5 separate regions of the Sus scrofa genome follow, and all the other regions are linked to region 2. Evidence: chromatin contacts called from public Hi-C and HiChIP or PLAC-seq data. All regions are on one chromosome and are shown on one strand. The core of a region is the stretch at or near the end of the contact, and the rest is flanking DNA. Distances in the headings are between cores, read along the strand shown.

Region 1 (4,848 bases), core at 2,221-4,720, 220 kb before region 2:
ACCAGCCGGGCAGGGATTATAACTCTGTGCTCTGTGTTTCCCAAATTCCTGTGACCTCTGTGGCACCCTCACCGCCACAGCCACTGCCTGGCCCAGCGGAGGTGACCTCTAACCGGGGCTGGGGAGGACCTGGTTGGCCCTCAAGCAGCTCAGTCTAGCGTGGGGAGCAAGCTCGGCGCTCTGACGACAGAGTTCAGGGGAGCAAAGGCCCAGAGAGAGGCCAAACCACATCCATGGGGTCACACTGAGAGTCACAGCTGGGCTCTCCACACCGACCCACCCAACGACAGGAGGCGGGGCCTCTGGGCCCCTCCAACTGCCATTAACAGCCTATTTCCTACGGGGCACACACTAAGGAGAAGGGCCGCCTGCAGAGCCAACCATGTGAGAAGAACTCCAGGTAACAGAGCTCATGCTGTCCCCACACTGCCCAGGAGGCAACAGGGCTCAGAGATTCCAGCACCTTCTCCTTCAAGATGCCACTCAGGTACCTCATCGTCAAGGCCCTCCAAGCCCCTGCCTAAGTTAAACTTCCGCCAACCATCCAGGCACCCCCCCGCCCCCGCCCTTTATTCCAGATTCTCAGGCACCAAGGCTGGGTGAGAGCAGGTGTCCGGGACAGCGGGACAGCGCCTCTCCCCCTCACTCCCTGTGGTCAGCAGGTACTGCGGTTAACCTCGTCATGCAGATACGGAAACGGAGGTTCAAAGAGATTAGGCCGAGGGCTCCCTCCTCACCATCTTCCATTTTTTGCTGTTCCCTCTGCCTGGAACATTCTTCCCCGGGTACCATCCCCGTGCCTCCCACCTTCACACTCTTCAGGTCTCAGCTCAAATCACCCCTAAGAGAGCCCTTCCCTGAGCACCCCACCCTCACTCTCCTGGCCTTATCCCCATCCCAGGAAGCACATGTTTCTTCCTTTATGTTTTCTGTCCCTTTCTCCCAGTGAGATGGAGGCCTGGTCCAATTATCCTCAGCTGGATCATCCTTGGGGGGCAGGGGTCTGAGCCTGACTCTCCCTCCCCACCCTGCTACCCACACCACAGCCCAGCATCAGGACAGGTCTAGAATGTAAGTGTGCAGTTAACAGGGGGCCAGGAGCAGACACTAAGCTCCTACTAGGGGCCAAGCACTATACCACGCACTTCAAACTCACTGACTCCTCACCAAACTTCTTTGAAGTAGGTACTATTATTGGGACTGAGTGTCAGCCAAGGGAAGTCACACATAAATAACAGTTGGAGCCAAGGTTTAAGCACAGAGAGCCTAGCTCTACAGTCTGTGCTCATCTCCAAGGGTCTAATTCTCAGGGGGCCTGAAAAGTGGGTGGTGGAGACTGGGTGAAGAACGTCGGGCCAAAGCCCACAGTGGGGCAGGGGGCTCACCTGAATCTCTTCCAGGAAGAGGTTGGTCTCCACAAAGCGGTTGTTCATGAAGCCTCCAGGCGCCCGGCAGTTCTGCAGGAAGCGGGCTGGGTTGGGACGAACCTTGGGGTTGGCTCCGACCAGCTCACAGTAATGGGGCACCAGTGATTTGGGGATCTGTGGGAGAAGCAGCAAGGTCAGGGCAGGGGCCACCTGGCTGGCGGACAGGGGCTGGGGTGGGGTCAGATATTCACCTTTCCAGGGTTTCGCAGGGCGGCTGCACGAGGTAGGGGCCCATTGAAGACTTCCCAGATGAGGCAGCCCAGGCGCCACATGTCGGCTGACCTGAGGCAGTGACCAGAGCTGCTCAAGGCCCAGCCACCTGCCAGCATAAAACTCCAACCTATGCTGAGCACCAGGCACTCACTGCATGGCAGACCCTGTGCTCTGTTCCTCAGCTCATCCTCCCATCAGCCCCGAGAAGTAGGTTTCATCAGCCCCATTTGACAGATAAGGAAACTGAGGCTCAGAGAAGCAAAGACACCCACCCCGGGTGACACAATTTTCAAATTCAGAACCACCTAACCCCAAAGTCTGTGTTTATCCTGCCCTACTTCCCTGAGGATCCTCGGAGCAAGGAGTGGGCCCACCCTGAGGACCCTGGTCCCCTCCCAGCTGGGCAGCAAGGGACAAGGGAGTGACATATAATCTAGGGGGCCCGAAGCTGCAGGGGCTTCCAGAACAGGGCAGGTTGGGGCATGCCGCCCCCAGTCACCCACCACTTCTCTCTGACTGCTTTGCCACTGCCATCGGCCAACTCTGGGGGATCGTACTGCTCAAGTTCGGGGACCCCCTTGCGGGGAGGACCCCCACCATTGCCCTGCGCCGAATACATGTAGTCCAGGCCCCCAAGCTTCCACTCCCCAGCGCGGTCCACGAACACAGCGGCCATGCAGACATTATTGTGGATGAGGCTGCAGTCGTTGACCAGGAAGCTGAGGGCTTTCTGGGGACAGAAGGAGCCATCACAGCCCTGTACCTGCAGCCCCCCCATCCCTGCAATCATCACCACTACCCCCCCACCTCACCACAATTTGGTGTAGCCCCCAGGAGAGCTCCATCTCCCTCAGATCACCAGTCTCTGTTCGAGCCTTGAGGTACGCTGCCAGCGGGGTCACAGCCTCCGTCACCACGTGGAGGCATTTTTCTGTCTGAAGAAGGACGTGGAGTATCAGCGCAGAGTGGAGAAGAAGCAGGGGGATGAGAGACGTGATGGGGACCGGGTGGAGAAGGGGAAGTCAAATCTGGGGGTTACTGGGGCAGGGGGCTGGGAAGGGGCAGGAAGGCAGGAGCAGGAGACTGGGAGAAAGTGAGGGGCAGAGACAGAGCAGACTGAGCGGCCGGTAGGTACCTCCAGCCCATCGATGTAGGCCAGGATGTTGGGGTGCCGGAGAGTTTTGAGGCGCTTGAAGGCGGCTTTGGCCACCTGGGTTTGCTCTTCGGCGCCGGGCTTCACATCATAGACGAAGATGGACACCGGGCTGCCTGTGGCCTGGGGCAGAACAGAGGGGCCTCAGGGGTGTGGGCCGAGCCCCAAGCTGACCACTCCATCTCCGAGATGGTCCCCGGAGCTAAGTACCGGAAAGGAAGACCCGCCGGCCGGGTCTCCCCCCAGGACAGCCCTTGGGGACTGAGTCGGGCCCACGTAACCCCGGTTGGGTGCGCCTGTTGGTCCCTCGGTCCTTCCGCCCGCCACGTCGGCACTACCCGTCCCCCTCCCCCGGCCCGTTGCCCTAGAGGCTCCGCAGCCACGTCAGGCGGGGCGCGACGCGGCGGGGCCGGCGGCGCTGACTAGGCGAGACCGAGGTCGGCCGAGGCCTGCGGAGCGGGGCCGCGCTCACCTTCTTGCGGCCGCGGTGCAGGGCCCAGGGTCCGGGCGGGCTGCCCTCGGGAGGTTCCGGGCTGAGCTCAAACGGGAAATCCCGGACCGGGTCCCGAGCAAAGAACCACATCGTCCCCGCCGCCGCCGCCGCCGCCGCCGCCGCCGCGGCCTCGGGCGCTTCAGCTCCGGGTCCTCCCGCTGCCCGAGCCGGGGCGGGGCGGGGCGGGGGCGGGACGGGGGCGGGGTCGGCCGTGGCGAGGGCGGGTCTGTGTGGGCGGGGCCTCGTGGGGGCGGGGCTGGTGGGCGGGGCGGGGCTGGTGGGCGGGGCGGGGATCCGAGGGCGGCAGGTACTGGGGAGACCAACCCTCCTTCACCCCCTGCCCTGGCGGATCACCCAAACTCTCAGGGCCTCTGTGTCTTTATATCTAAAATGTGGAAAGCCTGAGAAGGGACAGAGGATAGGGAAACGGAGACAAGGAGGCGGGGAGATGGGGAGACGCCAGAGGAAATCGTCAGAGAGACAGACATGAAGGGGTGCAGGGTTCAGTGAGGAGTGAGGAAGAGACTTAGAGAAGATGACTCTCCCCAAACCAGACGCTCTCCCACACCAGCCAGTGGGCACCTCCAGGATGCGGTGAGGATCAAGTTGGTGGAATGACTGAGTGACCAGGGAAGAGGCACAAGGAAGCAAAGCCGGTGAGAAGGAGCGTGGGTGAGAGGCAGAGAGGGAAGCAAAGGTCCTGAGGAGGTCTAGGAACCCTGAGACAGGGAGAGGGGACCTGGGGAGGGGAAAGGCAGTGACCCCAGGAAAGAAGGGTAGGAGGAACAGCCCAGCAAGTTCAGAAGAAGCCAGGAGGCCAGGAGGGGCCCCTGCTCTCCTGGGCTCAGTAGAACTGGCTCTGTGTCTCCAGGGTCAGCACCTCCAGACCCCAGCACCTGTGCAGATAGGGGCTGTCAGTGGCAGAATGGTGTCAACAGCTCAAATGCCATTCATGCTGGAGGAGACCCAGCTCCTTAGCTGGACAGAGCCCAGCATCCAGGAGGGGCTGGGCTGGCAATGGTTTCTCCAAAAGTAAGGTCACGTTCATTACAACACTATTTACAATAGCCAAAACATGGAAACAAGCTAAATGTCCATCGACAGAGGAGTGGATCAAGAAGATGTGGTACATATACACAATGGAATATTACTCAGCCATTAAAAAGAACGAAATACCAGCATTTTTTGCAACATGAATGGACCTAGAAACTATCATTCTAAGTGAAGTCAGCCAGACAATGAGACACCAACATCAAATGCTTTCACTCACATGTGGAATCTGAAAAAAGGACAGACTGAACTTCTTTGCAGAACAGATGCTGACTCACAGACATTGAAAAACTTATCGTCTTCGGAGGAGACAGTTTAGGGGGTGAGGGGATGTGCTTGGGCTGTGGGATGGAAATCCTGTGAAATCAAATTGTTATGATCATTATACAACTACAGATGTAATAAATTCATTTGAGTAATTAAAATAAAATAAAAAGATTTTAAAAAATAAAACAAAACACAAAGGAAATTAAAACTTGTTCATCACTATGTGTCAAACACTGTATCAGGCA
Region 2 (5,110 bases), core at 513-3,012:
AACTTGGAGTATTCTGGTCTCTCCTAAATGAACATGTTTGTGTTTTGGTTTTATATATTAAAAAAAGAAATTCAATGTGTGGATGCATGATTAAGGCAGATGCACTATCATCCTGATTCTAACACTGAGAACGTCCACACCTCCCGAGACTTGGCTTCCAGCAACTCTGGACACTGCCCCGGAGCCTGACCAATAAGATGAACCAATGCAATGCAGCACTGGAATGGGGGACAGGCCAATGAACTCTCTGTTATCTGTTTCTCCAGCTGTGAACAGCTCACAGTCTCCTTAAAGTCCCTTCCCAGCTAAAATTCAATTTTATGAACCCACCTCAAGAAACTCATACTTGCACAGACCAAACAGTTTTGATGAAAAGGGATGGATCAGCAGAAGTTTAGGTGTAGGCTGGAAAGGGAGATGCCAGAAAAGGCTGTATTTCAAAGCCCCAACATCTCTTGCTTGGTTATCGAGGCTTAAACAATTTCCAAATTCGGAGATGAGAACCTGGCACGTCCCAATTTCACCTTTAGGAAACTGCGTCGATTTAAAATTGTGCTTCATATTCTTTCCTTTGAGCTGGGATCCAAGCAGTACCCTGTGAGCATTTCAAAGGCCCCACACGCCAAACCTCAAAACTCAGTTTAACTCACCTCACAACCCCCCGGAAGCGCCTCCCTTTGGGTTCTAGGCGATTGGGAACACGGAGCGAGAGCGTGGGCCTGGGCTGGGGCCCGGGGAGGGGGCAAGGGACTCACATTTGTCAATCAGAGCATCCTCGCATTCTAGGCCGAAGATCTGCAACTCCTCCCGCAAGAGCTGGGCGGACACGGCCATGATGACCCAGGACGGGGGCCGGGGCCGAGCCCACCCAGCTCCGACCTGACGCCAAGAAACCCACGGCCGTGGAGATCGATGAGCAGGACGCGGTTCCTCCGATCCTTTCGCTCTCCGGGGGGCTGAGACCGAAAGTGACCAAATAATCCAAGACCTCAGGCGGTCAGAAAGCCCTGGCCGTCAGTCTCAGAGAAATACTTTTTATTTTCTTTTTTTCCCGAAGCTCCCAAATGCCTGAAGGAAGGGAGCAGAAATCTTGAGAAGTCACTCTTCTAGGGGAGAAGGCCCTACTTCCTAAAAGCCACCGGGGAGCATCTCTGTGACGGGAGAACCGAGCAGGCCGGAAAAACCCGCCAAATGGTTTGCACGGCGCGCGCATGCGCGAGGCCCGCTCAACCCCACCCCTTCGCCTCGACTTCCTTCTCTCTGTTCCCGGACTACGCGCGCGCACGCGCGTCCGAGGGCGCGTGCGCACGAACGCCCGCACGGCGGATCGCGCGTGTGCGCCTGATGGTCGGCCCGCCCTACCGCGGCTGCGCAGTCATCTTTTACTGGGCTCAGAAGAGAGGCGCGGGCGCGCTGTTGCCCGCTCTCACCCGCTCCCTGCATGGAAACCGCGGTTCTGTACCAGTCGCGGATGACTCTTCCGGCCACCGTCTGCTCCGCGAAGCTCTGTGATGTATGCTTGTCACCCTTTTGTCCGTGCCTTCGTGCGCAGGCCGTGGCGTGTACGTGCCTTCAAATGTCTCAAACATTCTGTGTCCAACACGCGGGAGAGGAAAGTCTTGTCCCTGCTCTTGTCTCCCGCGTCATCTCTGCATCATCTCTGCACTCAGCGCGACTTCCTTAGGGAATCTGGTTGCCATGGTTATCATCGCGGCTACCACCAGTAGTCACAGCCACAGTCGTATAGGTCTATTTTCTGGAGCCCAAATCTCCATTGGCTCAGCTTAGATCAAATAACGCTAGGCATCATACTTGGCTAATGGGATGGTAGGTTGGTAGAGTCTCTAGAATAAAGTTCGGCAGTATGATATCAGTTATTAAGATTGTTCATTCTCTTTTGACTTAGCATTTCTTATCCTAAGAAAACCGGCCAGAATCCAAAGTTTTATAAACAAAGATGCTCATTTTGTAATTTACAGTAAAAAATAAAATAAATGGAAACTGAGTATCCGGGGAGGAAAGTACAGGCTATCACTAGAACAGTGATTCTCAAGACCTCACTACATGGGGAGTTCCCATTGTGGCGCAGCTCTAAATGAATCCGACTAGTATCTATGCTGATGAGGTTGGATCCCTGGCCTGGCTCAGTGGGTTGGGGATCTGCCCCCTCTCTCTGTGAGCTGCGCTGTAGGTTGCAGGTGCGGCTCAGATCCCTCGTTGCTCTGGCGTGGGCCAGCAGCTGTAGCTCGGATTCCACCCCCAGCCTGGGAACTCCCATATGGCCAGAGTGCAGCCCTAAAAAGAAAAAAAAAAAGACTGCACTGCAGAGGCCAGAGACACTTAGGGAGCATTTTAGGGCATACGATGAGGGAAGAAAAGCCAGGAAGAGTCCTGTCTTGGCCTCAAACCAACCATGTGAAACAGGGTGTAGTCTGCATGTAAACCACAGTTGGGGGAGGGCTGGAGAGGGAAAACCATCTTAGGCTTCTTTCTTACTGGTAGGTACAAATGGCAGAGGGTGGGAGCAGTTCACCTGGGTACAAGCAATAAAGCATATATTTGTTTTCTATTGCTGTGTAATTATTTACTGTAAATTATTGTGATAATTTAACCCGTAAATTTAGTGGGTTAAAACAGCATTTGTTTTATTTGTCCACAGAGCTGTAGCTCAGAAGTCTGGACACAGCATGTCTGCATTCTCAGTAAGGCTGAAATCAAAGTGTTGGCTAAGTTGCATTCCCACAGAGACACTGTTTTTAAAGGGCTCCTGTTGTTAGGTTAGGACCACTTTCTTTCTTTCTTTCTTTCTTTTTTTTTTTTTTTTTTTGTCTTTTTGCCTTTTCTTGAGCTGCTCCTGTGGCATAGGGAGGTTCCCAGGCTAGGGGTCCAATCGGAGCTGTAGCCACCGGCCTACGCCAGAGCCACAGCAATGCCAGATCCGAGCCGCGTCTGCGACCTACACCACAGCTCAGGGCAATGCCAGATCCTTAACCTACTGAGTGAGGCCAGGGATCCAACCTGCAACCTCATGGTTCCTAGTTAGATTCATTAACCACTGTGCCACAGTGGGAACTCCAGGACCACTTTCTTAAGATCAACTGGTTTGGGAATATAATTACATCTGCAAAATCTCTTTATAGCAGTGTGAAGAGGGCACTGTTCCAGCAGAAAAAGCCATTGACCCCAAAGAGCACAACAAAGAAAAAAACAAAAGAGGAAGTTTTAGGAACAATGGCATGATCTGTTTTGAAATATAGACTGCCTGGAGCTCCCGTCATGGCTCAGTGGTTAATGAATCTGACTAGGAGCCTTGAGGTTGCAGGTTCGATCCCTGGCCTCGCTCAGTGGGTTAAGGATCCGGCGTTGCCGTGAGCTGTGGTGTAGGTTGCAGACTCGGCTCGGATCCTGCATTGCTGTGGCTCTGGTGTGGGCTGGTGGCTACAGCTCTGATTAGACCCCTAGCCTGGGAACCTCCATATGCCACAGGAGCGGCCCTAGAAAAGACAGAAAGCCAAAAAAAAAAACAAAACAAAAAAGGAATGCCTTCAACATTGGGTATAATTTCATTCATAATTACCGAAATATGTCTCAGAGTGGAGAGTTAGCAAGTCATCTGCACTGGTGTGAAGTAGGCTAAGAACAATGCTGCTCACCCGCTTTCCTGTTCTGAATTCGGAGCTGTCTGTAATTATCTGCATACGGGGGGATTATCTGCATCCTTGAGGGATGGGGGAGTCCAGCAACTGGTTCTGAGCTCTTATGGAAAGCTTTCAAGAGCATGTCAAGACCCTCTCTAGAATGTGGGATTGCTTATCATGTGTTGTACTCAGATGACAGGGAAAAAGCTCATTCTACATCCTGTTACAAATGCTTAGTGGCCATTGGATTTCCTCTACAACTTGCAGGTTTCCAGCTTTTGTCCTTTGCCTTTTCTTACCAAGTAAGCAGGAGCTGTTTGTATATCAAAGACCAGGGATTGCAAACTATGGCCCTTAGGCCAAAGTTGACCAGCCACCTGTTTTCATAAGGCCAGTAATAAAGAATAGTTTTTACTTTTTTAAATGGTTGGAAAAAAACTAATTTTCCGGAGTTCCCATCATGGCTCAGCGGTTAATGACCCAGACTAGCATTCATGAGGACACAGGTTGAATCCCTGGCCTTGCTGGGTGGGTTAAGGATCTGATGTTACCATGAGCTGTGAGATAGGCCAGTGGCTATAGCTCCCATTCAACCCCTAGCCTGGGAACCTCCATATGCCACAGGTTCTGCCCTAAAGAGGCAAAAAAACAAAAAAACAAAAAAACAAAAACCCAAAACTAATTTTCCATGATGTGTGGGAATTACAAGAAATGCAAACTTCAGTACCTATAAAGTCTTCTTGGAACACAGCCATGCATATTTGTTGATGAACGGTGTGTGGTTGCCTTTGTGCTACAGAGACAGACTTGAATAGTTGTGACGGAGACCTTGTGTGGCTGTTAAGCCTCAAATATTTACTGTCTGGCTCTTTGCAGAAAATGTTTGCAGATCTCTGCCATGGACAATAACCACTGTCCATCAGATGTATTGCATACATATGTTCCCCAACCTCTTTTTTTTTAGCGAAAGTATTTTTATTTTCCTCCAGTTTTATTGAGATATAATTGACATACAACATAGCATAAATTTAAGGTATACAATTGACATACAACATTGCATAAATTTAAGGTATACAGCATAATGCTTTCACTTACCTCATAAAGTGCTTGCCACAGTAAATTTTGTATCGTCTCATATAGATACAACATTAAAGAAATAGGACAAAAAAATTTTTCCCTTGTGAGAACTCTTAGGATTTACTCTCGTAACAACTTTCCTGTATACGGTACAGCAGGATTGATTATATCTGTCACATTGAATATCCCATCTTTTTTTTATTTTTATTTTTTTTTCCTGTCTTTTTGCCTTTTTTAGGGCCACTCCCAGGGCATATGGAGGTTCCCAGGCTAGGGGTCAAATAGGAGCTACAGCTGCCGGCCACAGCCACGGCCACAGCAACTCGGGATCTGAGCCGCATCTGCAACCTACACCACAGCTCACGGCAACACCGGATCCTCAACCCACTGAGCAA
Region 3 (5,091 bases), core at 218-2,717, 190 kb before region 2:
CTCTAGGTTTTTCCTTAACAGTTTATATAACTTGCTCGCAAACTCTGTACCCAGATGTTTAAGTAGATTTGAACTGAAAACTTGAGTAAAAACAATGGAAACCACGTTTAAACAGACCATCAAACAGCTGACAAAAACTCAGAATTACTTGGAAATGTTTTAGTAGCTTTTAAAATACCTTCTGTGTTTCCTTGGAGTACAGTAGGTACAATTTAGTGCTTTGGAGGCTAGGAAAGTAAAACTAAGTTTGCTGATGGCCTTCATTTCCATTATGTAACCGAGCTTCAGCCTCACAAATAGAGCGGAGCCATCTTAGAAGGACCGAAGGGTGGGAGTTTCGCCCCCATGGGCCGCAGGTCCTGAGGATTATACCACACCGTCTTGATTGCCATTTTATTCGTGAGATCCGATCAGCCCAGGTGATCTATGTAAGAATTGGACTAAATGTGGAAATCCACTTCTGGAAAATGTCTGACAGCCACTCTTTACCACTGTTGCCTGCAACAGAGCTGGTCACGCATCGCAAGGGATTAGGACCAAAATTGAGGCATCCAGGTGGGCTTATCTTAATTTGAAAAACTTCGTGTTTTTATTGTTGATTTAGTAGGTAGGAAACATCAGCTAGGACACCCCTCCCCCCATGCTTTTGGTTGTTGCCTTCTTGGGACATTTTAAATGAAGCCTGGATTAACTTTTTCAAACGTGAACCGTCTCTAAGCTTCTAGGCCTGTCTCTCTAAAGTGTTCAAAACCTAAGTCCAATCAAAACTAACTTTACATGTCCTCTTTAAATTATCTGAAAAGGCCAGGTTTCACCTCCGAAGATATTGCGACCTTGAGCCGTCAGTGGGGGAGGGAACTTGTTCTCAAATTATTTACGAACCTTTACTGCTGGTCTGCTTTTCTAGGTTCTAATGTTTTTACGTATTTTGTATTATCTCTGGTTTGACTCCTTTTAAGACTTTTAAAAGTGGAGCTGGGAGGAAAATAAAATTTTTCTCCAAACCCAAAGCCTCCCTTTCTGCGGTTTTATTTTTAAAGCACCCCGTGTTTCCCACCTGGGTGGAAAAGCGGAGGGAAGCGCCAGGGCGGAACTGGCTGCTGTGTCTCAAGGACTCTAGGAGAAGCCTCGGTCCCCAGGGCGGCAAAGGGGACCCGAGTGAGGCTTGAGGACTTAGAAATGACAATGGCGCCAGGGAGCGTCCCAGATACCGGCTTCCAAGCGGCTAAAGCGGCTGAGGCGCGAAGAAGAAGCAGGTGAGAGGCCCAGCGGGGTGGGCGCGAGCCCCCGGGGCCGAGGGGGTGGGGGACAGGCTTCCCGGCCCAGCGCTGCCCGCGGCCGCAGAAAAGGGAGAAGCGGTGGGGGAGGGGTGCTACCCGAGCGCCGCGCCCCTTCCCCCCGCCCCCCCCAAGCCTGCCTCGCGCAGGGATATGCTGGCCGTGAGCCGCCGCCTCCCTTTGTGAGGCGTAGGCTCGCGGGCGGGCGCCGCCGGTTCTAACCGGTTCCAGCCGGTCCCGGCCGCCTCCGGGAGGGATGGCGGTTGGCGCAGCCCGCCACTGCGCACGCGCGCCCCGCCCCCACAGGGCCCCCGCCGGTCCTGGGGAAAGGGGTGGGGGAGGGCGGACCTGGTCCCCGGCGAGGACCTTCCGGGCTGCCCTTTCGCCCTCGGACCGCTCTTGGGCAGCTCTTCCTTTGCCGGCCCTGTGCCCTCTTTCCCTTTCCAGCCTGGGTCGGCTTTTTCTTCCCCTTTCCTGTTCTTTGTCGTTTCCTCCTTATTGTCGCAAAGTCATCTGTTAATGAAAAATTTGCACGTCATTCCCTTGGAGGTATCAAATTCTGTTTATCGTAACATCCCTTGAGTGCGTGTATGTCACCAGATCTTAGTGTCTAGAATGTTCAAAGGGGTCTCAGACCTTGCAGCTGCCTGGGCACTTTTTTTTTTTTTTTTCTAGAACAATCCAGTGGTGGTGAGCTAACATGGAGAGCGCCAGGGCTTGCGATGGCTTAGAGCGTGGAGGTCAGGACAGGGTGGGGACGGCCACCCTTTATTTCAGAACCTCTGAGATGGTGTGTGTTTAGACAGTGACACCGGCAGGGGAAGATGGAGTTTAGTATCGTGGGGTTGGTTAGGATGGCAACTAAATAACGACATAGGAGTTGTAAAAAGTCCCCGGTCTGTATTTTTAAAACTGCTGGCAATGGTTGTGGAAGGATCTCGAAGCAGGCTTGGGGGCTCTGGCAATTGAGAGTACTGTCTCCTGTTAACCTTCCACCTTCACCCGTCCCCCGCCACGATAAATAAAGCAGGGCCAGTTTAAGCAGCTATTTTAAATGGTCCCTGGCAGAGCTGTTCTTGTTTAATCAGTCTTTCTCCCTGAAGAGTGGAATATTACTGAGATGCAGATGGTTCCCTTCAGACTCAGTCTTGATGTTTGCTCTGGGACTGGAAAATTTTTAGTAGAATTTTACAGCTGGAAGGAGGAACACTGAGTTGGGTCACCTCGTTTTACAGATGGGGATTTGGGGGCCTGGGGAGTTTGTGATTTGCCTAAAACCAGACACAGCTAATTAGTACCTGAACCTATTCTTGAATCGAGGATTTCAACTTCACTGCACCTCTTTTTCTCCCCCACTACCTCCCACCCCACCCTCACCCAGTCCTTCTGTCAGCCCCCACAACTGATGTTTTTGCTAGGGCTGGGGGAGGACCTAGCCCCTGTCTGTCATCTGAGATCTGTCTCCCACTGCGGAGCTGCTGAAATGAATTTTAAGAGTCCTAAAGTGCTTTAAATAATTGTCAGTGCAGCTAAACCAGTCGTCTCCATCCGCCTTACACATGGATGATACTGTTAGAACGGCTGTATGTCACTTGGCTAATTCTCCCTGAATCTGGGGAAAGAGATTTGAACGAAGCTCAGCACTCAGAAGTCTCTTGTGCAGAGAGATGGCTTGCCAAAGCAAGAGACAAATATTCTTGTTTTCCCAGTTGGTAAGTGAAAAACATTTTAGAGGTTATGGACACTAGGCCCAAAGATTTACTGCCTTCATCTCTCCTAGCTCTTGCTTCTCAGAACTGTCTAGCTGTCTCCAAAATGCTCTAATTGCTTCCTCTACTTCCTGATATACTAAGCCTCTTTTTTTCCTGAAAGATGTGTTTAAACAAGATGGCCTAAAATCACCATGTTCTTTGGTGAGAAGGTAAATAATACACTTGCTTAAGTGTTCTTCTGTCAACTCTCTTGAGCTAAGGATCCCTTTAACATAAAACTAAGTTTTCTTGGAGTTCCCGTCGTGGCTCGGTAGTTAACGAGTCCGACTAGGAACCATGAAGTTGAGGGTTCGATCCCTGGCCTTGCTCAGTGGGTTAAGGATCCGGCGTTCCTGTGAGCTGTTGTGTGGGTCGCAGATGCGGCTCGGGGTTGCTGTGGCTGTGGCATAGGCTGGCGGCTACAGCTCCAATTCGACCCCTAGCCTGGGAACCTCCATATGCCATGGGAGCAGCCCTAGAAAAGACAAAAACAAAAAAACTAAGTTTTCTTTAAGGCAGCTTTCCTCTGGCCTCCATCCATGTGCCTTTTAACTTCATCAGGTCCTAAGGCAGCGGCTCTCAATACCCTGTTTATTCTTCTCTACCTTACTCTGAAACCTAGTCTTCATTTGGGCCCAAGGGCCTAGGTATAAGAGGGCTAGTCCGTTTTGGAGGTTCATCTTGTGCTCCGCACCCACCCCACCCTCAGAAGAGCCCTCACTAAAAATAGGAGGCCCTTGGTTCTGGTTTCTGGCAATTACTCCCCTGACAAACAGCCTGTGACCTTGGGCAGGAGCCCAAATAACTTCTCAATGGCAATTTCCTTATGCATGAAACAAGGAGATGGGATGAAAGAAGTGTTGATGCCAATTCTATAAAATGCTGTAGACAAAGAGATGGGCAGGAAACAGGATTTTAGGTCTCCTGGCCCCGGGGCACTGAAAAGGACTAAAGCAGCAGAAATTTAGAATCAGGCCTCCAGATTCTAAATCCCAGTCCTCCGGAGTCACTCAGGCCAGAAACATCCAGAGAATGCTGGCAACCGCTCCACCTCCTTCCCTTCTGAGCAAGGCCAGTCAGGCTTAGTCAAGAGTTTCTAAGGCCCTTCCTTTCTGGGTCCAGGGTTCCCAGGCCAGTCTGGGCCCGTCTTCAGCAAAACCTGGTCTCCCCTCAGGCCTCTTTTGTCCTCATCTTTATTCTTGGGATAGTTATCTAATCCTGCTTTGCCAGAGACAGTTTTGAAATGCAGATAGATAAAAGGCCAGAGGAGTGCCCCCGGAAAGAACTTTCTAGTTTTCTAAAGACTCAAGGAATGCGCAGTTCCCAGCCCCCTCCTGCCGCCCACTTTCCGAAGCTGGAAGCTGATCTCAGGAACAAAGACAGCACCGGAGTTCAGCTCCCTCCTCCCCACAGCAGCCAACTCCCCGGGCAGGGAAAAAACCCGGCGATGACGCAGCAGCTCTGAGCTCCATCCTGCAGAAGAGAGGGCGTTGTTTTCTAGAGGGTTTGGGACAGCTAAAAATGTCCTTGGGGAAGGGGCGAAAGCTGCCAGTGGAATCCCGCAGACTCACTCCTACCTCTCAGAGGGCCGAGGGTCCTTTTAGCAAAAACAAGTTACAGAAACTACAAAAGGCTGTGTCATCGGCCTTCCCCAAAGTGCTGTGGGGCCTGGGCCACCACCAGGCCTTTCCCTCACAGGCCCTGAACGTCCCTAGGCCAAGGAGCAAGGGAGCAGAAGGCTTCTGCGTAGGTGGAATCCTCTTTCTGGGGGACAACTCGGCGAAATTATCTTGAAAAAGAGGTTTCTCACCCCCGGGCCAAGACCTCAGTGCTGCTAGCTCCCTTCTCTAGTTTATTCCTCACACAATGTCCTTGGCCCTGGGCCCTGTAGCCTGTTTGTGGAGCTTCCCGGAAGGCCTGGCTGTGGAGGCCCAGCTGGAGCCTCGGGGGACGTGGGAGGACAGCGTGACAGGAGGCCGGATCGCAGCTCTCCAGACCGGCTGCGTCAGCTCCTGAGCTCTGCAGGCCCTGCACTGGCTTCACCCAGCGTTTCCAGACCTTCC
Region 4 (5,545 bases), core at 437-2,936, 140 kb after region 2:
ATCAAAGAACAGCGATTATGTGTTACTACACCCACTGCTGTGACAGTAGCAGAATAAGAATTGTCAGAACGAGTGCCAGAGGTTCCCGGAACATTCCTATAAACTGCAGGCAGATCCATAGGACCAAGGACATGCGGGTCCAAAATTATTACAGAGAACTGAAGAGTGCGTTTCTTCAACACAGGACAGAAGCTAGTGTGGATGACAGCTGAACATTGTCTAGCACTGTCTTGAGTAGAGAATAAAGGGGGAAGAAGGGGCAAAACCCCTTTATATGATCTTTGTGTGTTACTGTCATACACTTTCTGTCTCTTCGCTTCATTGAAAAAAGAGAAAGCAAGGGGAAAGAGGGAAAGGGCAAGGAAGGAATGAAATAGAGAGAAAAAGGAAGAAAAGGGGAAAAAAAAGTGAGAGAGAAAGAGTGATAAGCTCATGTTCAAGACAGACCTGAATCAGCGAACAAAGCTACCACTAATGAGAGAAACTAATCATTACTGAGCCGTCCTTACTGTTGGAAATTCTAAGTGCTTCAGATAAATTCGTTTCTTTTAAAAATTTCATTTGTCCTTTCTTTTCTTTGGTCCCCAAAACAACCCTCTGAGAACAGTTAATACTGTTTGATGACTCGTCATCAAACCACAAAGGCTCTGAGAGAGAGGCGTGAGAGTGGATTAATGTCAGGGCAGGACTGGAATCTGGCTTCCCCAACAAAGGAGGAACTGGGGAATATGGGACTGTGTGGAGTGTGTCCCAGTAGGAGAATCACCTGTGGCTGAGATGAACTTGTTGTAGTTCTCATACACCAGGGTCTGCATGTCGCTGTCTAGAGCCCGGATCTGCCGCACCATATCGGTCTCACTGTCCATCAGCTGGGCCAGTGGGCATTCTCTACGCAGCTGGAAGAAATCGGGTGGTTAGTGTTCAGGACAGGGGGCACCCATGTCCTCCAGCCTTGCCCCTAACTGGTAGGCTTTCGGTGCAAGAAAACTCTGATCTCAACCCTGTCAGGGCTCTCAGGTAAGGAGCCTACAAGTAGCATAGCTCGGGAATTACCAGGTTGGACTCTATTAGGAATGTGTCAGCGTTTGAAATCCTCAGATGCTGTCACGGACCAGTTCTACGCCTGTCGGCGCCAGGGCCACGCCCCGTATCTCGGGTCTGTTCGAACATCGGTCCAGGAGACCTCAGACTTCGCACCATCTCAGGCCAGTACGAGTTTCCCCACGCCCTCTTATCCTCCAGCTCTGCCCCTACTGCCCGGCCCAGGGTCGTCCTGCTTTTATGAACCTCTGCTCCCCTCATCTGGGGGTGCAGTATATCGAGGGCCTGTCCCCCTCCCTCCCCCATACACACACCTTGTCCAGATACACTTCCGGGTCGAAGTGCGCCCCATTGAGGTCTGTCGGGTCCAGGGGGTCCGGCCCCACGGGGCGCCCCGCCGCCTCACCCTCTGAAAGGCCGTAGTAAAGTTTCAGCATCCCGTGCGCCTTCCGCCGACGCTCCGGAGCGTCCGCCTCGGGCCCCTCCGGGGAGCCCCCAGGTCCAGACCCCGGCCCAGGCCCAGCGGCTGCCGCCGCCATGGCTCCAACTGCAGCCCACGGGCGTGAGGCTGGGCAGGGGACCGGGAGGAGGCACTTCCGGGAGCCATAGAGTTGCTGCAACGAGGCAGTCCTTCAGGTGAAACGTCCCCCCGCAGCCCTGAGTCCTTCGAGACTAGAGTTCCCACCCCGCATTCTTCCTCCCCAAGCGAGGGGTTCCTGAGAGCCCTGGTTCCCCCAGCTTCTCAGGCGTAAGGATTTTGTGGAACTGTCCTCCCAGAAGGAGGGCGGCTTGTGGCTTCCAACCCCGCACCCTCGCAGGCAAGAGCCCACGCAATACGTCCCTAGACTCGGTGGACAGAGCGCGGGCCGTGGAGCCAGAGAGCTTATGCCTGGCATTCTGCCACTACCTTGTTACGGGAGCAGCAGTTTCAGTTTCCCCCGGATTCCTAATATTGGGGTACATATTTCGCAAGGGAGGTACGAGGATTAAATGCAGGCACAGTGCCTCTAGCGCAGCGTTTTGCATGGCCTGGTCCTCTGATGTTCATCAGAATGGCTTCAGAATTACCCGTAGCAGCACCTTGAGAAGCGGACTCCCTTCAGCTCTAGCTTCTCTCTCTCTTTTAAGTCCTGAAGTAGTTCTGGTGCACTTGAATTTGAGAACTCCCATTATACTGTGCTTAGAAGACACACTTGGCAAACCTTAAGTGACTGATGGAATGTGCTAAGTGAGGGGTTGGGTGGAGATGGTGAAGATAATTCTCAGGTTTTCTTTGAACAAAGTTACAGCTCACCTAGGTGAAGAGCTGAAGATAGGGAACGACTTAGAGTACAGATTGAGACATGCCGAGTTTGAATGGATGAAAAAGGAGAAAAAGGCTTCATCAGTGTGGTCCTTGAAATATTACTTATGATGGACTGAGGGGAACCAGGGGTGGAACAGAAACAACTTTATTTATTCTTTGGCAGGGATCCTGCAGGCCAAACACAGCCCTCCACCTGTTTTCATATTGCCTGTAAGCTAAGAATTTTTTCCCCTTTTTAAATGGTTGAAAAAGAATGACATTTCATGATATGCAAAAGTTATATGAAATTTATATTTCAGTGCCTATAAATAAATAGCTTTATGGGAACACATCATGCTCATTTGTTTACATATTACCTATGTCTGCTTTTGCACTACAAAGCACAGTTGAGTGGCTGCAACAGAATCATATGGTTGGCAACACCTAAAACATTTATTATCTGTTCTTTCACACAAAAAGTTTGCTGACTCAATGAATGGGATGTTTAGAGGGTATATAAAAATACACGTGAAGATTTCAGCTTATGAAGCTATAATCTTAGGAAAAATGAAGAGAATACAAAGATTTAGATCTACTCCAAGAAATCTATAAACTGAAAAAAAGTTGCAGTTCCCATCGTGGCTCAGCGGTTAACAAATCCGACTAGGAACCATAAGGTTGCAGGTTCGATCCCTGCCCTTGCTCAGTGGGTTAAGGATCCGGTGTTGCCGTGAGCTGTGGTGTAGGTTTCAGATGCGGCTCGGATCCTGCGTTGCTGTGGCTCTGGCGTAGGCAGGCAGTGACAGCTCCGATTGGACCCCTAGGCTGGGAACCTCCATATGCCGCGGGTGCAGCCCTAGAAAAGGCAAAAAGACAACAACAACTTAAAAAAAGTTGCAGGCGAGTTCCTGTTGTGGAGCAGCAGAAATGAATCTGACTAGGAACCATGAGGTTGCGGGTTTGATCTCTGGCCTTGCTCAGTGGGTTAAGGATCTGGCCTTGCTGTGAGCTGTGGTGTAGATCGCAGACACAGCTTGGATCTGGTGTGGTTGTGGCGTAGGCTGGCAGCTGTAGCTCCAATTAGACCCCTAGCCTGGGACCCTCCATATGCAGAGAGTGCAGCCCTAAAAAGCCAAAAAAAAAAAAACAGCAACATTGCAGGGAATTAGTTTCCCTGTGCAGAAGGTTAAGTATCCAATGTCACTGCAGTGGCTCTGGTTGCTGCTTTGGTGCAAGTTTGACCCCTGGCCTGGGAACTTCTGCATGCTTTGGGCATGGTCAAAATCAAAGCAAAACAAAAGGCTACACAATACTGTTAAAATTATTATGCAAAATTTGGAATAGAGACAAAGAGTGTAGCATGATTGTCCAATATCATACTGGGGCATTATTTAACAAGCCCACCCGAGGATTATTTAATCACCCATCAGATTGTACACTTGTTTGATTTTGCTAGATATTGCCCCAGAGCAATGCAAAACATTTATAGCCAGTTGAAAAATAACCTCAAAACTTTGTTTGTATTGCCCTGTAGGACATCAACCAATTTTGGGGGATTTTGTTTTTGTCTTTTAATATTTATTTATCTTATTTAGGGCCACTGGTGTGGCATATGGAAGTTCTCAGGCTCTAACACTACTGCTTTAAGGAAGGAGAGGGGGTCTTGGATTGACCTGGGACCCAGCTTCTGGGGCAAACAGGAGGCAATGGGGCTGGCCAAGTTCAACATCCACTTTTCTACTTTAGCTCCTGGGAGCCTGCCACGTCCCTCCACATCATTTCCGGTCATTTTTCTGGCTTATCTTGTTGACGGTGTTGAAGTGTTCACCTCCTACATGTACGGAGGAAATGTTTCCTTCTTGGCTTCTGTCCCTACCTGTTCCACAGGCTGGGGTAGAACTGGATCTCAGTACTGATCCCCTCACTCACTGGCTGTGAAAACTTGAGCTGACAAGCCCTCTTGGCCTCAGACTCGGGTGTAGTAAAATCGGACTTGTGCCACCAGCCCCAGCTTTCTCCTGGGACTCTTGCACTGGCAGGGGTGATGGGTGTGAAAATGCTGAGTGCAGGGAGGTGGCACAGCGTGGAGAGCTGGTCGGCAACATGTGTTGGAAGAACATCTGGGGAGGAGATGGAAAAGCCAGGGGCTCTCCCGGCCCCGCCTGGGGAGGGTATGGGGAAGGTCCTGGCACAACTGTGGAGAATCTGTTGTTCCTTCCCTTCCTCCCTCCCCATGAGGGGCTGGAACAAATACTTGGAGCGGTGCGATCCGGCCCAGGCCTGCCCTCACCTGGCCACGCCCTCCAGTTATACTGGAGAGATTTTATTAGGAGAGATTACACTGAGCCTCTCCTCTGCCCGAGACTTGCTGCGGACCTACAACTCCCCCTCCACTATCCTGAGCCCATCTTTCACCTGAAGGATGTGCCCACGCTACCTCCTGTAAACAACTGTCAGGGACTCAGTGAGAAGATTCACCCAGGAGCACAAAGCATTGGTTGGGATGGCGAGGAATGCTGGCCCTTCCGCAACACGATGGGCCCTGCACCTTTTTTTTTCTTTCGCTTTTTAGGGCTGTGCCCACAGCATATGGAAATTCCCAGGATAGGGGTCCAATCAGAGCCAAAGCTACCTGCCTGTATCAAAACCACAGCAACACCAGACCTAAGCCATGGCCACAGCAACACCAGAGCCAAGCCATGCCTGCGACCTACACCACAGCTCACGGCAACGCCAGATCCTTTAACCTGCCGAGTGGGGCCAGAGATTGAACCCCAATCTTCATGGATACTAGTCGGATTCTTAACCTGCTGAGCCACAATGGGAACTCTAGGAGCCCTGTACCTTTAGCCCAGCAGCCCTTCAGTTCACAGCTGCTTGGATCACCCATGAAACGCTCCTGCATCGGCTGGAAGCAGCCTATGTTCTAGAATCTCGTCCCCTATCATGTCCTCCTGATTCTAGAATCCTACTGCTATCCTGAGACTGTGCTCTAGACCTAGAGGAGTTGGCTGCTTTTCCTGGGAGGGGTCCGCTCGCTCCAACTCTGCCGTCTGCCCGGAGTCTGTGCGACTGCCAGGATGCGGTGGCGGGACCGCCTAGCCGTGCTCTTCTTCCCACAAGGCAGGATTCTCACCGTAGCCGCGATGATGCTCTTCTTCATACACCTGATCATCTTCGCCAGTGACGTACACAACTTCTGCGTCACCTACCACTACG
Region 5 (5,084 bases), core at 61-2,560, 250 kb before region 2:
CCGAAGTCGTGGGTGTGGCCCTAAAAAAGACAAAATAAATAAATAAATAAAACAAAATGCTCAGCCCTACACCTGACCGGTGGTAAACAGTCCTATCTCCTGCCTCAGTGTGTGACCCGAGGGATCGCGGGGCGGGGGGGGGGGGGGCTGCTGCTACACACCCTCCTAGCTCCCCTGGGGTGCAGGATTGTTCCCATCCTACCTTTGCAATTCCCGGCTGTCTGCACAGAGCCTGAGCCCACTGAGCAATTCAGCAGGGGTCCACTAAAGGGTCTCCCTCAGCCCCCGCCCCCTGATAAGCCCACCCTCAAGGGAAAAACCATGAGTTCCTTGCACAGGTGTGCTCGGGGACTTGAAGGCAAGTCCCTGAACCCCCATTCCCTCAGTCAGAGGGCAACCCCTCATCCCCTCGGAGAGAGGGTGTCACCTTGACTTGACTGCGTCGTGTTCTGGTCACGCCCACCCCCTGCTGAGTTCTGTGAGTCAGAGACTGAATCCTAGGGTCTCCTGGCCAGACCCCCTGGGTATGGCGTGGGACCAAGGACACTGCAGCCTTCCAGAGCCTCACTTCCAGACCAGGGGACAGGCCTGGCCCCTCTCCAGCCTTGACCAAACTCAAGCCCCCTCCCTAGCTCCTGCCACCCCCTGCCCTGGGGCCCTGCTGTGCCCCTCCCCAGCCCCGGGGCCCTCAAGCATCACCCCCCTCCTCCCGGCTGTTAGCCTGGGAAGGGGGCCAGGTCCTGAGCTCAGACCTTGGCGATTCCGGAGTGTCTGAGGCCCAGAGCCAGCCCCGCCAGCCCGGCCAGACAAGGCAAAGGGGTGGGGGCAGGGTGGGCACCAGGAAAGCCATTTAGAGGGGGGCGGGCAGGGAAACTGGCTTTCAAGCTTGGTCCTATCGGCTCCTCTCCGGGACCCCAGGGCCGTCTGGCTGGGCCACCGCGGAGGCCCTGGCTAAGGGGTGCTCCCTCCTTGAGTCCTCTGCTTGGAGGGGACTGGACCAGAACTAATGAGAGGTGACTTTGGGGTGGTGAGACAGTCCTGCGCAAAGAAGCAGGGCTCCTGCCCCCCTGGCCTCCCCCAGCCTCGGTGGCCCAATTTGATGCCCGCGGGCCGGAGGTGGGCGCGGGCCTCCCGGCCCCGCCCGGAGGAATCCGGCGGGGCGGCCCGCGGTCCCAGGTGAGGGCCCTCTGGAGCGGGCCCAGCGCGGCGGCGGCGGCGGGTTCCGGCGGGGCGGGCATCTGGGGCGGGGACCGCCCCCAGCCTCCACCCGCCCGCACACCCTCGCTCCCCCAGGCGGCAGCGACGACGCTTTAAACCGAAAAAAACTGTCTCCCTGGCCCGGGGCCAGCGTCCCAGCCCCCCTCGCCGCCGCCGCGCCGCGCTCCAGCCAGGGAAAACAACTGCTCACTTCTCCCTGCGTCCGCCCCGCGCGCTCCCTGCTTCCCGGCGGCCGCGGGAGCCCAGCCCGGCCGGGGGAGGCGCGGAGCGGGCCGGCCGCCCAGCCTTCCCTTCCCCTCGCGCCTCCTCTCCGCCTCCACTTGCTCCGGCCTCCTCGCTCCGGCCTCAGTTCGCGGCCTTCGCAGGCCGCCGGCCCCGGCTCGTGGCGGGGCTCCTTCCCGCGGCGGTGGAAGTTTCTGGGCGCCCCGCAGTCCAGCCTCCATCTCTCCGCCTCTCCCCGGGCCCGCGCCTGCTGTCCCCTCCCCGCGCGCTTCCTCCGATCCTCTCCCTCGCGGCCCTCTCTACCCCTCTCCCGGGGCTCCCGGCTCGCTCGCTCCCCTCCTCGGGCGCCGGGACCATCGCCCCCGCCCGGGCGCGCCCCCCGGGTCCTGCGGCCCCGGATGCCCGGGCCCCGTGGGGCTGCTGGAGGCCTGGCCCCTGAGATGCGCGGGGCGGGGGCGGGGGCGGGGGCGGCGGGGCTGCTGGCACTGCTGCTGCCGCTGCTGCTGGGCCCGGGCGGCGGGGCCGAGGGGGGGCCGGCGGGCGAGAGGAGCGCTGGCGGGGGCGGGGCGCTGGCCCGCGAGCGCTTCAAGGTGGTCTTTGCGCCCGTCATCTGCAAGCGGACCTGTCTCAAGGGCCAGTGTCGGGACAGTTGTCAGCAGGGCTCCAACATGACGCTCATCGGAGAGAACGGCCACAGCACCGATACCCTCACGGGCTCCGGCTTCCGCGTGGGTGAGGGCCAGGGGCAGGGGCAGGGGGAGCGGGGACGGCAAGCACCGCGACGAATGCCGGATCCAGGGCAGGGGAGGCCAGGTGACACGGGAGGTGGGGGCTGGGTTCAGAGCAGGGCCTGAGGGCTGGGGCTCCAGGGACAGGAGGGCCGGGGGCTGGGGGTGGGGGCGGTGCTTGGGAGGCTAGAGTCCTGGGGTGGGAGAGGGGAGGGCTGCGTGGAAGCCCGGACTGCACAGCTTTGGGTTCAGATTGAGGCCTGAGGTGGCTGTAAGGCTGGGGTCCTGGCCAGCACCGGCCTCTAGAAAAGTGCTGGATTCTGAGAGGGCGTCCGGGTCAGCTGGCAGGGGTTTGAGGGATGCGTGCTTTCGAGGGGCAGGAAGTCTCAGAGAAGGGCTGAGTATTCCCCCAAGAAACAGACTTGCTGAAGAAACAGGAAAAGCCTCTAAAAAAATGTCTAAAGTAGGGCCTGCCAGCGGTAGACACCTGCATTCTCTGGGAGGAGGAGCTAAGGTCAGGGCTGGGAGTGAGGGAATTAGTGACTGGCAGGTCTTAGAGGGGAGGGGAGTTGAGGCCTAACACTGGCGGTGGGGGCTGGCTGGGGGCCTCAGTCTCTCCTTCCGGATGCCCCCTCTGTGCTTCCCTGATAAGCTCTCCACAGCTCTGCCTCGGTCTCCCCCCTAGCCAGCCCTGATAAGTCCCCAGGTCCACCTGGAGCCCCCGCTTTCCCAACATCTGTCTTCAAAGGGCCAGCCTGGGGCCCAGCTCTCCCCGCGCAGAGCCCTATGGGCCAGGCTGGGGGAGGTGTCCCCGCAGTAATTACCCTCCTGGACAGGGTAATTAGGCCAGGCCCAGGATGGCACCAGCAAAACAGCCCCTCTGACAATTTTCTATACTCACATACCCACTCACAGACCCGAGGAACCCCACAGATGTGGTTCCCCGTTCTCATGAGGTGTGTGTGTGTGTGTGTGTGTGTGTGTGTGTGTGTGTGCGCGCGCACCCGCGCGCCTGTGCGCTGGTGCATGGCACACACATGAGGGCATACACAGGCTTTGGAGCAGCACCCTGGGATTAAGTACGTGTTTCTTTGAGTTGTCTTGGGTGCGTGTGTGCAGACACTATGGGAGTGTTTATGTAAGCCTGTGTTGGTGTCAGAATGAGTCTGTGCATGTGTGTGTGTGATGAGATGACTGTGCGTGTGAGTGTACACAGGCCGGCCTCCCAAGCCCCCTGGCCGTCCTGCCCAGGCTGCTGTCTCCATCTGTGCTGCCCACATCCCCCAGGCTCGGCGCCCAGGCCACAGTGGGCGGGTGTCACTGGGAGGTCACCCTCACCGCTATGGGTGACTCACTGGGAGGCAGGAAGGAGAGGATCCTGCCTCCCCCAGCCCAGAACACACCCCTTCTGCCCTGAGAGCCTGGCCCCAGGAGGCCAGCCAGGATGGGCTGGTCTGGGATGCTCTTAGCCAGGCCCTGATGGCCATGTGTGTGGGCTGTCCCTCTGAGGCCCTCAGGTTTCCAGAGAGTAGTACCCCCACCTGCCCATCCTGGGAAGGGAGGGCAGCCATGCGGCAGGTGGGAGAGGGGCTGGGGCTGGGGCTGGGGCTGGAGCGTGAGCTCAGGTCCCCATGGCTGGACTTCAGATATGAGTGTATGACAGTAAGACAGAGATCCCGTCCTCTCAATGAGTCGCCCCTTCATTCATTCCTGCTGCACCTTCTCTGGCACCCAGAGCTGAGGCCCCCTTTATGGTGTGGGGAACAGACCTGAGTATAACCATGTTGAGTGCTGGGCAGAGTTGGGCAGAGCTGGGTGGAGGGTGGGTGGGATATGAGGAAAGGCTCCCTTCCTGGAGGAGGAGATGAGACTGGAAGGCTGAGATGTGACTATGCAGAGATGGGGACAAGGCTCTGGGGGGGTAGGGGGGGCATGATGAAAGCCAGGGAGGCAGAGGACGTGGCATGTTTTATAGGAGATGGGAGGTGAGTCCTGGAGCATAGGGTGCACGTGGAGAGAGCAGAGGCAGGAATGGACTGAAAGAAGGTTCCTTCTGGGCCACGAGAGCAGGCAGGAAAGCAAGCTATGAGCAGGTGTCTGACCCTGCCAGAGCTTTTTGTGAGGCAAGGGTCTTGAGGATGCTGGGAGATGGACAGGCGGGGCAGGGGCAGGGGGGCGCAAGGAGGAGGAGGGATGGATTCATGAGACATCACAGAAGCCAGAACTGGCTTTCGGGACTAAGAGCAGGAGGGATGGAGCCTCGAGGCTCCCTTATGAATACTAGGCAGGCAGGGATTCCAGGTGGTGGTCCAAGGCTAAGAGGAGGTGGGGAGGCAGGATGCCGATTTCTGACAGGGTGCCCTGAGCGGAGGTGTTTAAGAGAGGGCCCTGGAAGATATGGCTCAAGTTGACAGTGGTGAGCCGTGGGCCGTGGGATGGCAAGACAGAGGGAGAGCCCAGAGAGGGCTGGATCCAGGGAATCATTAGGCAAAAGGAGGTGAAAGCGCCAGGTAGAGACTGGGATTTCCAGGAAAGGCCCACGGGGAGGAAAAGGCTATTCCATCATCACCATCAGCAGCAGCAGCAGCATCACCTTTTACTACTACTTATTAAGCACCCTCTGTGTACTAGGCATCGTGCTAAGCAATTGTACAGGCATTGCCTCATTTAATTGACAGGACACCCCTAGAGATGAGGACACTGGGGCACAGGGAGGGGAACTCAGGGCCACACAGATGGCACACGGCCCTCTAGCTGGGATTTAAGTCCAAGACTTATGACTCTGGTCGTCCCATGGGTCTAAGGATGTTGGGGAACCAAGAGGGTAGTTTCTCTGTGTGTGAAAAAAACAAAAAACAAAAAACCCAGCTTCCCAAGGAAGACAGAACCAGTGGGTGGAAGGAAGGAGGGAGGAGG

What was found. Hi-C and Micro-C count contacts between places; a contact is called where the count stands out from the background. HiChIP or PLAC-seq counts read pairs in DNA pulled down with a chosen protein or histone mark.
Region 1: a contact with region 2 is called in a Hi-C map of mesenteric adipose tissue, with 1.9 times the contacts expected there. The contact joins the promoter of SCYL1 here to the promoter of POLA2 in region 2. A contact is called at or near these places in 1 of 5 promoter capture datasets (liver), 7 of 47 Hi-C or Micro-C datasets (embryonic fibroblasts, heart right ventricle, mesenteric adipose tissue and 4 more) and 1 of 2 datasets of contacts at active chromatin or transcription factors (alveolar macrophages).
Region 3: an H3K27ac HiChIP or PLAC-seq map of alveolar macrophages shows a contact between it and region 2. The contact joins the enhancer-like site here to the promoter of POLA2 in region 2. A contact is called at or near these places in 1 of 5 promoter capture datasets (fetal liver), 5 of 47 Hi-C or Micro-C datasets (heart right ventricle, mesenteric adipose tissue, omental adipose tissue and 2 more) and 2 of 2 datasets of contacts at active chromatin or transcription factors (alveolar macrophages and skeletal muscle).
Region 4: an H3K27ac HiChIP or PLAC-seq map of alveolar macrophages shows a contact between it and region 2. The contact joins the promoter of VPS51 here to the promoter of POLA2 in region 2. A contact is called at or near these places in 1 of 5 promoter capture datasets (liver), 3 of 47 Hi-C or Micro-C datasets (embryonic fibroblasts, epiblast stem cells and retroperitoneal adipose tissue) and 2 of 2 datasets of contacts at active chromatin or transcription factors (alveolar macrophages and skeletal muscle).
Region 5: a contact with region 2 is called in an H3K27ac HiChIP or PLAC-seq map of alveolar macrophages, with 4 times the contacts expected there. The contact joins the promoter of LTBP3 here to the promoter of POLA2 in region 2. A contact is called at or near these places in 1 of 5 promoter capture datasets (fetal liver) and 1 of 2 datasets of contacts at active chromatin or transcription factors (alveolar macrophages).

Annotation. Positions count from the first base shown.
Region 1 is chr2:6,730,007-6,734,854 of Sscrofa11.1, forward strand. It overlaps SCYL1 (N-terminal kinase-like protein), which reads right to left and starts at 3,471. Exons shown (of 18, transcript XM_003122558.5): 1 at 3,266-3,471; 2 at 2,776-2,916; 3 at 2,453-2,575; 4 at 2,144-2,370; 5 at 1,619-1,709; 6 at 1,386-1,541. The coding sequence starts at 3,376.
Region 2 is chr2:6,948,527-6,953,636 of Sscrofa11.1, forward strand. POLA2 (DNA polymerase alpha subunit B) reads right to left here and starts at 1,763. Exons shown (of 18, transcript XM_013994111.2): 1 at 756-1,763. The coding sequence starts at 834.
Region 3 is chr2:6,757,319-6,762,409 of Sscrofa11.1, forward strand. It overlaps LOC102163816 (a long non-coding RNA gene), which reads left to right. Exons shown (of 4, transcript XR_002341443.1): 1 at 1-555; 2 at 1,041-1,256. Among named protein-coding and RNA genes, the nearest start is that of SCYL1, 26 kb to the left of the region's middle. Within about 2 kb of position 1,468, at least 72 of the 83 cell types and tissues checked have an H3K27ac peak or open chromatin away from gene starts, as enhancers often do. A contact at or near this core is called in alveolar macrophages, fetal liver, mesenteric adipose tissue and 4 more, where this site is marked.
Region 4 is chr2:7,093,212-7,098,756 of Sscrofa11.1, forward strand. It overlaps VPS51 (vacuolar protein sorting-associated protein 51 homolog), which reads right to left and starts at 1,687. Exons shown (of 10, transcript XM_003122565.5): 1 at 1,356-1,687; 2 at 767-896. The coding sequence starts at 1,580. TMEM262 (transmembrane protein 262) reads left to right here and starts at 5,252. Exons shown (of 3, transcript XM_013994121.2): 1 at 5,252-5,545. The coding sequence starts at 5,407.
Region 5 is chr2:6,700,145-6,705,228 of Sscrofa11.1, forward strand. LTBP3 (latent-transforming growth factor beta-binding protein 3) reads left to right here and starts at 1,311. Exons shown (of 28, transcript XM_021082854.1): 1 at 1,311-2,172. The coding sequence starts at 1,839.